2 separate regions of the Ovis aries genome follow, and region 1 is linked to region 2. The links are chromatin contacts, called in public Hi-C maps. All regions are on one chromosome and are shown on one strand. The core of a region is the stretch at or near the end of the contact, and the rest is flanking DNA. Distances in the headings are between cores, read along the strand shown.

Region 1 (5,159 bases), core at 1,346-3,845, 160 kb before region 2:
CTCCGGCCTCAGAGTAAGCCCCCGAGGCTGTGGGAGGGAGGAGGGCTGGGCCCCACGCTGCCCACTCACTGACCTTGTTGCTGCTGCAGCAGCTCCCGCCCGGCCCGGAAGCGGGCCTTGGCAGCCTCCATGCGCACAGGCTGCTGGCTCAGGGAGAAGACCTGGGCAAAGTCAAAGGTGCCCTGCCCGTCCCACCAGCCCTGGGCCCGGGCGTGGGGCCGGAGCTCAGGGTGTTCTGCCGAGATGTCCGAGCCGATGCTCAGCTGGTTGGAGATGTTGTGGACTCCCTCTGCAGAGGAGATGGGGGGTCGCTCATATATTCTTGAGCCCCTGTCCTGTGCCAGGCACTCAGCTAGGCGCTGAGAACACAGTGGTGAAGAGAACAAGACAACCCTTGTGGAGGGGACAGATAAACCGATCACACGAATAAAAGAGAGCCGGCAGCTGCAGGGAACATCATCATGAAGGGACCCCAGCTTGTGTATAAGGGAGAAGCCTGGCCACCAGGAAGTCCAGGAAGGCTCCCCAGAGGAAGCTGCAGGCTGAAGCACAAAAGGACTCAACCAAGTGAAGGGGGAGGTGAGGTACCTGAGAGGGCTCATCTCCCATGTCCCTGGACGTCCCCACCATCTGAGACATTTGCACCTGGATCGGGCCTTCCTTGCCCCCAACACCATTCCCACCCCAAAAGGAGAACACTTCTGGGAGGCAGGCCCCAGCGCCAGGCCCCTCACCCTGGATCCTCCGTGCAGCCCACAGCCTCCCCGCCGTCTCCAGCACCCAGGCCTCAGTCCGGTCAGCCAGCAGGAAAGTGTTGTGGTAGCAGAATGGCGTGGGGTCCTCCCGGCAGCTGCCCCCTTGTCCGTAGCGCTCCAGCAAGCCTGTGATCACGTGCAAGGCCTCCCGGGCAGAGCTGCCCCGTTCCAAAGCCAGCCTGGCACAAAGAGTCCAGGGAACAGAAGGGCGATGGGGTATCAGTGCTGATGGTAGAGCTTCAGTGGACACAAGAGTCCCAGAGAAGTTTGGTTGATGAGCCCAAGTCACAGAGAAAATCGCCACCATCTGTAGGCTTGTGGTTTTCAAGGTGTGCTCTGAGGGTTCATGAAATGGACTGAAACACATTCTTGGAGGAAGACATGCCCTGAGCCCTCCATCTCTTCTATCAGAGCTGCTCCACGTTTACTGGTTTTACAAACCAAAATTCTTCATGAGATTTCACTTGAAAAAAAAAATTTGCTTCTATTGAAAAAAAAGTTAAACCACTGCCCTATTTCTGGGCCAGGAGATACCCAAAGCTGGCTACATTTGGGAGCTCCTCACCAGACTGTGGAGATGGGGCCAGAAGAGGGGAGGGGAGGAGGCAGCCTACCTGGGGAGGACGACAAAGTGGGCAGAAAAGGGGAGGTGCTTGGGGGCAGGGAGGGTGGCCTGGGTCAGTATTCAGCCCCAGATTTCTGGTGTATTGAGGGGATGAAGGAGGGCAGGTCCGCACCTGAGTAAGTCCATTCCCAGCAGGGCTTCCCCTTCCCGGACTGGCTCCTTGGTCCACACTGCCTCATTGCCAATGCAGACACCATGCTCGTTGGCGCCCATCTCAGCCCCCCACAGCCAAGAAGGGCGGCTCAGGATCACAGCATGGGTCTTTGACACCTGTTCCACCTCAATGTAGGTGCACTGGAGATGAGGGAGGAGAAAAGGGAGATCCACTTAGAAAGGGGGAAGGTACCTGTAAAGTGGTGGCGCTGTACCCATCACCCAACACAGCCCTTTGAGGAAGATCTTCTTATCCCTATTATACAGATGGGAAAACTGAGGTCGACAGCCGCGAAATAACAGGTTAGGTCCCAGTCAGTAGACTCAAAGCTCGTGTTCTTTTCACCACATCTGGTAGCTTCTCAGCTCGGGGGAACAGAGGAGGAAGGTTTTAGAAGAATACCTAGTACTGCCACACCTCCCAGCACTCTAGAAGGCCTAACCCACCTGGAGGCGGCTCCCAGGAGCGTGCGTGCGTGCCGGTACAAACACCACTTCCTGCACCTCATCCCGGGGCCGGTCAGAGTTCTTGGCAAAGATCACGGCTGGGAGAGCCGAGGCCGGGGGCACCGAGACAAAGCAGTCACAGGAACATGGGGTGTCAGGGCTCCACGACGCCATCTGGGGAGAGATGGGGATGCGTGTGTCCCTCTCAAGCCACCTCTGACGGGGGAGCGGTCCTAGGGAGCACCCCTCCCAACACGTGCTGACACCAGGGGAAGACACTGCGACGGGTTTGCGACGCACAGCACCGCACTCATGCTCGGTGCTCGGCGTGCGCGAAGGAAACGCCCACTCTCTCCACGGGCTCCAGGTTTGGGAATCGCAGACGGGCTTAGACCGCACGCTCCGAGGGCCCTGCTCTACTGGGGAACGTGACTCTTCAGGGCAGTCGCAGGAGCGCCTCCCTCGCTACCCAACCTCTCTCCAAGAGTCCCAAGCCCCTCTTCTGTCGGCCCTTTTCTCGCTCCCCCAACACTTTATGCTCCTCACCCTCTCCCCGTGCAAATCCCCAGCTTAGTCCGCAGTCCTACAGCCTCCGCTTCAGGTAAGGTCTCTCCCAGGGGCGGAGGCTCCTGGAAGTGACCTGGAAGACTTTGGCCTCGGGGGCGGAGTCGAAATCGAGCGCCTGCAGTTCTTCCGTTTTCCAGCAGAGCGCGCGCCAGCACCACTTCTTGGAGCTAAGCGGCCTTCGGAGTCCGCTTGCTGCGTGTCCTACCCGGGTGCAGCTTTTAGGCCTGATGAAGGCTGCGACGAATCCGCTAGTTTCTCCAGTGGGGTCACTGTCGGGAGAGGGAGCCGGAGGTGGAAAGAAGCCCACGTGAAAAGGGAAGAAAGGAAAACTTCGCTGATTCGTTAGAGAATGTGGACAGCTAGGGGCATCTGGAGATTAAGGAAGAACCTCAGCTACTTGTGACCTAATTTGAATTCCAAAGGCACAATTCCAGGCTGGTGCACTCTCCTTCGCATCCCCGGCATATCGTTTCCCCGGCTCTTCCCCATCTCCCACCTCTCCCTCCCCAACCCCTCAGAAATAAGATCGAAAAGAGAAAGATCGACAGGAGTGGTCACAGGCCAGGAGGCCTGGGAATAATTTAAATGAATTCCTTAAAAATTTTAAGGCATATATACCTGGTGGCTCAAATGGTAAAGAATCTGCCAATAATGAGGGACACCGGGGTTCAGTCCCTGGGTGGGGAAGATCCCCTGAAGAAGGGAATGGCTACCCATTCCAATGTTCTTGCCTGGAGAATCCGTGGACAGAGAAGCCTGAAGGGCTACAATCCATGGGACCACAATGGGTCAGACACAGCTGAGCAACTAACTCATATGCACAAAATCCATTCTGAGTCCCCAAAGGCCAATTCTGCCCCACAGTGCTCAAACTCATTGGAAGTTAGCTTTGAAAGAAAACTTGGAAATTTCTAGTCCAAAGATTTGTAACCGAAACAGCAAAGGAGAAATCTTGGCCAAGGGGGCATATATCCATATGGAGGTAGACTCTGATCTCAAATATTCTGCTTTCCAGGTCATTTTCCTGTATAAATCATCTCCATAACCAGCATTTAAGTGAATGCATCTCACTCCCGTTTGCTTTATGGAGCCCTCTGGAATGTGGGGAGAGGAGACAGTGCAGGTTATATACTTGGCCCACGTCCACCCTGCCAACCAATCAGTGCTGCTGCTCAGAGCTCTGGCCGCAGCATCCCAGCCTTTTGTCATTCCTGGGATGGGAATGAAGGTGGAGGTTGAGGTTTCCCCGGGGGGCAGGCTGCGGGAGTGATGGCTGGGGAAAACCTACAAGATAAGGCTGTTGGGACATCTGAAATCTGAGACATTTTCTTTTTTAAAAAGATTATTTATTTGTTTCTATTTTGTTGTTCTGGGTCTTCATTTCTGTGTGTGGGCTTTCTCTAGTTGCAGCGAGAGGGGGCTGCTCTCTAGTTGGGGTGCCTGGTCTTCTCACTGCGGTGGTTCCTCTTATGCGTGGTGCAGCTCTAGAGTTCAGGTGGGCTCAGTAGTTGTGGCGCAAGCGCTTAGTTGCCCGGAGGCAGGTGGAGTCTTCCCCGACCAGGGATCAAACCGTGTCCCCTGAATTGGCAGGTGAATTCTTAACCACTGCAAAGTCCTGAGACATTTTCTGATTGCCTCCAGATAAACAAGGTTGGTTCCCAAGAGGGTGCTGTTTCCAGGAAAATGGGTGTCACTTTCAGAAAAGGGACTGCCACTTGAACAGAAGGTTGACCTAGAAGCTAGGCTGGAGGGAGAAGAGCATTACCTCGAACTGTGCAGACCAGCATCTCATCCTGCTCCTTTTTCCTGCTATAACATAGCGCCTCAGGCCTCTTTGGGCAGGTCACTTTACCTGCAAGGGCTTCAGTGTTTCCAGTAACGAAGAAGGCATTGGACTAGATCAGTGGTTCTGAATCATGGATGGGGTGAGGAGGGATTATATTTCAACCACACAACTCCCATTGCATAGGACAATACTTTAATACTCTGCTTCTCAAAGTGTCCGAGGATTGCCAGCATCAGCATTATCTGGGAGCTTGTTAAAAATGCAGAATCTCCGGCCCCACCTCAAACCTACTGAATGGGAATCTGCCTGTTAACAGGACCCCCAGGTGTAAAGTTTGCAAAGCGCTGCTCTACTGCACCCTCAAGGGACATAATTTGGTGGGATGTTGGGGCGTGAATCGGGGTATCTGGAATAACTCCATGGATGGTTCTAATATGCCCTCTTCCAGGTGGGAACAACTGGACTACTTGGTTCCTGAGATTCTTTTCAAACCCACACTGCTCAGATGCTGAGCAGTCAGACTCGCTAGGATTAATGGGAAGTGAAGGATGCTTCTGGTGTGATGTACAGGGTGGGGGTGGGGTCTTGAGGTTGCCACTGGACGTCCTTCCAGAAGCAAATATCAAGGCTGTGTGGTGATCAACATTGAATAGCCGCCTCGCTGGGCTGGAAAGCCAGTTCACGTCGTGCACTTCCCCAGGTGCCCGCTGGGGGGCAGGAACAGGCAGGAGAAGAGGCCTGGGGCCGTACCGCACAGTCTCCAGCTGCAGTTCCCAGGCTGCTGGTTCCCTTGTCACTTTCCCGTTCCTGACTCCACTCCCCCACC
Region 2 (5,945 bases), core at 2,328-4,827:
ATAATTTAGGTCAACTTTGGGGTTCCGATGGGGCATTCTGTTCCTTATCCAGAAAAGAGGAGACAAAATAGGATGCATTGTGTATGTTCAGACTGTGTTCACAGAAGACATCTCAGCAAGGCAGGCCCTATCACAGCCAGCTGATGTCACCAAGAGAGGAGGGGAAGATGGAGGAAAGAAACAATAGGAGGAGAGACAAAGAGAGAGGGAGGGAAGATGGTGCAAACAGGAAGATGGCAAATACGGTGGAGGAGGTGGGAGCACAGAGAGCACAGCAGAGGAAAGAAGAGAAGGCTATGGAACCGTATTCCCTTCTCCCCTCCCTAACTGACGGGCGAAAGCTTCTCTGCCTTCCATGCAATCCGGAGGGGACATCACCCTCACCCTTACCCTCCCCCTCCGGTGTTGTCTCGCCCGAGGTTGCAAACAGGGCAGACTTGTAAACAGTTGATGAAAATGTCCTCGGGTTTCTCCAGAAGTTGCCTGTTTCCTGGGGCCATTCCTTTCCTTACAACCCTCCGGGAGACCCCTCCCGGCAGACCCCAACCAGGCTCCAGCAGCCCCCCTCTCTCCTCCATTCCCCCAGCTCTCCAGAGGGGCTCGCGTCTCCCTGATGCGCTCCGGTCTCTGTCTGAGCCATCCATCAAGGGTGGCAGGCTGAGGGAAACATGAAAAAGAGCCTATTTGGCTATTAACATCCCCTCCCGCTTTGTTGTCTCTCTTCTCCCCACTCCCCTTCCAGCCCCCCACCCCTCCCCTCCCTTTCCCCTTTTGCGGGAGACAAAACCAGACTGACAAGCTGAAGACTCAAACATTAATCAAACTGCGCTCCGGAACAACCTTTCCCTCGCATTAATAAATACATTTGCGGCCCCTCATTGGACAGTTGGCCTAATTTGTTTCTTTTTTGCGGGGTGGAGGGAGCAGCCGCGCCCGCGCCCCCCGGCTCCCAGCAGCCCAGTGCAAAGCAGATGTTCCGCAGCGGACGCGGAGCAGCGCCGAGCAGCGCGCCCCGGAGGCCGCGGTTGCCATGGCGACGGCCCGGCCGCCTGCTGTCGCTGAGCATGCTGTCTCGCCCGCTCAGTGATTACCTCCATCTCCGCAGCGTTCGCCATACGGCCCGGATTCTAATCAGATCCCCTCCCCCTCCTCCCTGCCTCCTGGCGGAGCCCACCCTCCTCTGGCCAGCCCACTACCCCTCCAGCTCCCACATCCTTGGGGCTCGTTAAAAACTGGGGTACCTCCTTGATAGTGCCAGGAAAGAGAAATGAGAGAGAGGAGGAGCTCTCCTGTGTTTAGGGACGATCGGATCCCCTTGGGAAGAGGTTCTGTGCACCTGAGGCCATCTTTGGTGGCCCTGGATTCCAGGGGTCCAGCTCTCAGTACTGTCCCCCGGAGACTCCTCCTCCCCTCCCTGCTTGGGTATGCGGAGGCAGGTCACCTGGGCTGAGAGAGGGAGGGGGAGAGATGAGGCAAGCAACCCTAGTCCACCTCCACCTGGACAAGACTCTTCTGTTCTGATTCTGGAAGTGCTAGGAACAATTTCTGCTGAACAGATTAGAGGTGAGGAGGGTTTCTGGAACAATCAGAGCATCAGTCTAAGCTGTGCCCCTGTGTTAAACCCACTGGTTTCTCAGGCTAAGAGGAGGAGTAGAGAGGCATGTGTTTGCTACTCAAATGATGCAGGCCTGGCTTGAGTTAGTCCCATGTTACTTCCACCCCTCCCCATCAATACCCAGTACACTCTGCACTCATCCAGACTGGTGGTGGGTAGGTCTATGGGTGCCTCAGCTACATGCCCAGCAGGCAGCCTTGCGCGAGTGGTACACATGAAGCTTCTTCGGGCTTGGCAGTGGGTAAGGGGCAGTTGTGAGCCCTCAGGGCCTTGGGGTATTTGGAGAGCTCTCTGTTGGGCAAGGAGGGTCCTCTCCCTGAGACTTTGAGCCTTGTGACAAGATCCCAAACATCCCTGGCTTAAGGACAAACAGGGTAATAACAGCAGCCACAGGAAGAAGAGGACATCGGGGCTGGGGTGAGGCCTACATGGAAGCAGGGCTAAACATGTGGGGCAGGGTGAGGATGCCACCTTCCAGGCTGGCTCACCAGCCAGGAAATCCAACGGGCTTAGAGCAAAAAATAATTTTGCTTTAAGGGAAGGGGCCCTTTGGAGTGATAAGTGTTAAAGTCCTCATCTAGGCCTGGGAAAGCTCGCTCCAACACTGCTACAGCATCCAAAATGCCAGTCTCCCCCCACGACACCCCTCGCCCGGTGTGTTTGCTGTGAAGTCCTGAGCAGCGCCAATGAATGAGGAGAAATGCTACTTTGGGCTCTCTCTGTGCTCTCCCTCCTGTCTACCAGAAATCCACGTTTAAGTCATGGGGCCTTCAAAGATCGAGCCAATCCTTCATTTTACAGGTGAGGAAACAGAGACCCGGACAGAGAGCATAACTGGCCGGAGACCCACAGCTCACACAGTGGATGCGGCTTCCCTTTCTGCTGTGAGGCCGCTGTGGCCCCTCCCTTTCCCCTTGCTGAGGCCACTGCCTGGGAGACTGGTTTCCAAGAGGCACAGGCAGAATCCCAAAAATCTCAGGCCTTTCTAAGCCCAATGTCACCCTGTCTCCTGAAGGCCTGTCACCTGAAGGCGCTCCACTGAAGTGACAGTTCCCGCCGGCCTGCTAGCTCAGGGCCCCTCTGGGGGGCGGGGGGTGGCCAGGGAGCTTTTGTGGGCCCTCCCTCAGCCGATTGTCTGCAGCTCTGTCATTGTCTGTCTGTCACTCAGAAGCGAACCAGTGGGGGGAAGAGGTCAGGCTGGTTGGTGGACAGGGAGAAAGAGGCCTGTCCCTCTCAGAGAAGGGTGGGGAAGATGGGGGGCAAGGCAGCTTATTCAACTGGCTCATCCCACCCCCTCTACCCGCCTTGGCTCCCCTAGGAAATTCCAGGCTTTGCTCATTTAGGACCAGGGCAGCAACTGTCCACAAAGACCCATCTCTTCTTGCCATGTGAAATCTTGAATGCCCACTGGAGATCTGCTCCCTTGCCCTGCCCTGTCTAGAAGGGGCTGCAAAGGCATCTAATTCAAACCTACTTGGAAAGGGGTCTCCTCGTGGCCCCCACTCCACACGACCACCTTCTTGACACTCCTGTGCTTGCCTGTGTCCCTGTCCCCATCTGCCTCATCAGATCCCCCAGGTTCCACCCACCCTCACCCCCCCTCCCCCCCGTAATCCCACCCAGATCCCTCCCCTCCAGAGCCCCTGTTCTCAGACTGCCCTGGCTTCCACTTTACACTGCTGTCTCCCCAGATTGTACGGTTTCCAGTCTCCCCTTGCTCCCCCTGCACACAAATCTACCTCCCCAGATTCAACTGTTTTCAGGCTTCTCTCTCTCTCTGCCCTCTGTACACGAACTATCTCTCCAGATCCTGCTGTTTCCAGGTTCCCCCATGTTTCTCCGGTACACAAATTGGCCTCCCTGGGTTCGGCAGTTTCCAGAACCCCCTTGCTCTCTCACTAGGCAGTCCCATTTCCCTAGATTCAGCTGTTTTCAGGCTCCCCTCATTTGCCCTGTACACAGATTCCTCTCCCAGGTTCTGCTGTTTCCAGGCTCCCCGACTTCCCTTGTACACGGATCAGTCCCTAGCTTATGTTGATCCCAGCTGCCTAAGAGATTGTGTAGGTTTACGGAGTGGAAGGAAAAAGAAAGTCAGAAAGAGAAGGAAGAGAAAGATTGTCATCAGGGAAACTCCTTATCTCTCTGGTCACCCAGAGCTCTAAGCAACTTGTACGCAGTAGACTCTGAGCCTGGGACTCCCTTGAGCTGATCTGCGCTGGGACACCCCAAGTCCCCCTTCCCTGCTGCTGCCCAGGGTCTCAGCTTTAAGCTAAGCCTCCTCTGGAGGGCCCCTTCTTGGAGAGGGTGCTTGTGCACACAGGAGGCAGGGCCTACAAGAGCCTTACCAAGTCTTGGGCTGTCTCTCAGCCCCGGGCCCCTGTCTCTCCCCTGCTACTTCCTTCTTGCCTTCCTAGGCCCTCTGTCTCTTTCTCACCAGCTACACCTAGGCTTCTCTCACCTTATTCAGCTAGAACTTAAAGGATGCTCCAAATGCAGCCTGAGGATAAAAGGTGTTCAAAGCTAGAGACCCACACTTTTTTCCTTTCATTTTTTCAGGATGAAGTAGTATTAGTCTCGGGTCCTAGAAATTCATTATGTGCCTGGACCAGCATCCTGGCATGCTTCTACAGCCTTCCTAAACACTTGTGTTTCATCCTTGTGACATACAAGATGCCCTACATCCTAATCCTCACAGAGGGGAGGGGAGGGGCTGATGGCTCTGTTCTTCAGGTCTTTCCAGGGCTCTTACCTTCTCTGATTCACTTCAATCGTGCCCCCAAAGCTTCTGGAATCTGGGGAGGTGTGTCTGTTCTCCATCTCCTTCCCCCACCCACATACCCAGTAGCCCCATCCCCGGCCATTTTGTCGGTCACAATGCCCCAACTTGCTGGCTCCACTAAACTTTCTGGGTTCACTGGGGAGCAAACAGGAAGACAGGGCAGGTCCAGGGTAGTGCTCTCACAGAAGAGAGAACTTTATTGAAAGTGAAGCCCACAGGTTTCCGACCTCTCTGCTTCTGCTCCCAGGACCCCGCGAGTGGCTTCAGTTTCCCCGCCTGTCAAGCAGGGCTGACACGCCTGCCTACCTCACAGAGGTTGGGATCGCAAAATAAATTACATATGTGAAGAAAACAGAATTCTTTTACAGAACCTGACAAGTGTGAGCTATTTACCTGAGTCCTATTTAAAGAAACCTGTACAAGGAGCTATTTTGTATTTTGTATATAAACTCTCCTTCCTTTCTTTGAAAGGAAACAAAGTTGATGACACTCATTTATTAATTTCATTATTTAAAAAAAAACACTATTGGGGATTTCTCTGGTGGTCCAGTGATTAGGACTCCAAATTGCCAATGCAGGGTGCGTGGGTTCAATTGCTGGTTGCTGCTAAGTCACTTCAGTCGTGTCCGACTCTGTGCGACCCCATAGATGGCAGCCCACCAGGCTCCCCTGTCCCGGGATTCTCCAGGCAAGAACGCTGGAGTGGGTTGCCATTTCCTTCTCCAATGCATGAAAGTGAAAAGTGAAAGTGAAGTCGTATCTGACTTGTAGCAACGCCATGGACTGCAGCCTACCAGGCTCCTCCGTCCATGGGATTTTCCAGGCAAGAGTACTGCGGTGGGGTGCCATTGCCTTCTCCGATCGCTAGTAAGGGAACTAAAATCCTACATGCCCCACGGCACAGCCAAAAAATTTAAGAAGTAGAACTAAAACCACCACTATCGGGGATTCCCTGGAGTTGGAGTTATTGTACTTAGAAACTGTACAACCTACCTACGGACAGGTGTCAATACTCACTGAAATGTAGACTTAAAATTTGTGAATTTCAGTGTGTGTAAATTATATCTCAATAAATCTGGTTGAAAATGTGCAAAGAAAACCTGTATTGGGGTTTTGAATCCAGAAGCCCTGTTTTTTTTATTTTGTTTTAATTGCCCAGGAAGGCACTCCTTGTTGTGGGAATTCTGTGTATAAATGTTAGATTTGGGGGCTCTGCAGAGAGCACAAGGATACGGAGAGGTAAGCAGGGTTTCAGGGAACCCTTACTGCTGACCCAGCTCTGTCACTTCTTAGCTCTGTGACATTGACTAAATCATCTTTTGAGTTTCACTTTCCTCAGCTGTTCTTCTCCCAAAATCACCCAACTTCCTTTCCCTATCTCAAAGTTTAGGCTTTCTTCATTGTCTGAGCCCTTCAGCCCCCACCCCCAACTTCCAGCTGAATGGAGTCAAATCTGGGGTGTTGGACAAGAGGTCTGGTTTTGCGGACACTGTATTCATCAGGGGCCCTGTTTTCTCAGCATAACTGCCCCTAGTTCCTAGGGTCTCTCAC

Evidence for each region. Hi-C and Micro-C count contacts between places; a contact is called where the count stands out from the background.
Region 1: a Hi-C map of liver shows a contact between it and region 2, with 7 times the contacts expected there. The contact joins the promoter of SCRN2 here to the enhancer-like site in region 2. A contact is called at or near these places in 7 of 16 Hi-C or Micro-C datasets (hypothalamus, liver, mixed tissues and 3 more).

Annotation. Positions count from the first base shown.
Region 1 is chr11:38,350,409-38,355,567 of ARS-UI_Ramb_v3.0, reverse strand. It overlaps SCRN2 (secernin 2), which reads right to left and starts at 2,595. Exons shown (of 8, transcript XM_060394860.1): 1 at 2,527-2,595; 2 at 1,981-2,154; 3 at 1,493-1,674; 4 at 735-934; 5 at 74-289. The coding sequence starts at 2,154. SP6 (Sp6 transcription factor) reads right to left here. Exons shown (of 2, transcript XM_042255880.2): 2 at 4,509-5,159.
Region 2 is chr11:38,191,748-38,197,692 of ARS-UI_Ramb_v3.0, reverse strand. No RefSeq gene overlaps it. Among named protein-coding and RNA genes, the nearest start is that of MIR152, 18 kb to the right of the region's middle. Within about 2 kb of position 3,577, at least 4 of the 54 cell types and tissues checked have an H3K27ac peak or open chromatin away from gene starts, as enhancers often do. A contact at or near this core is called in liver, where this site is marked.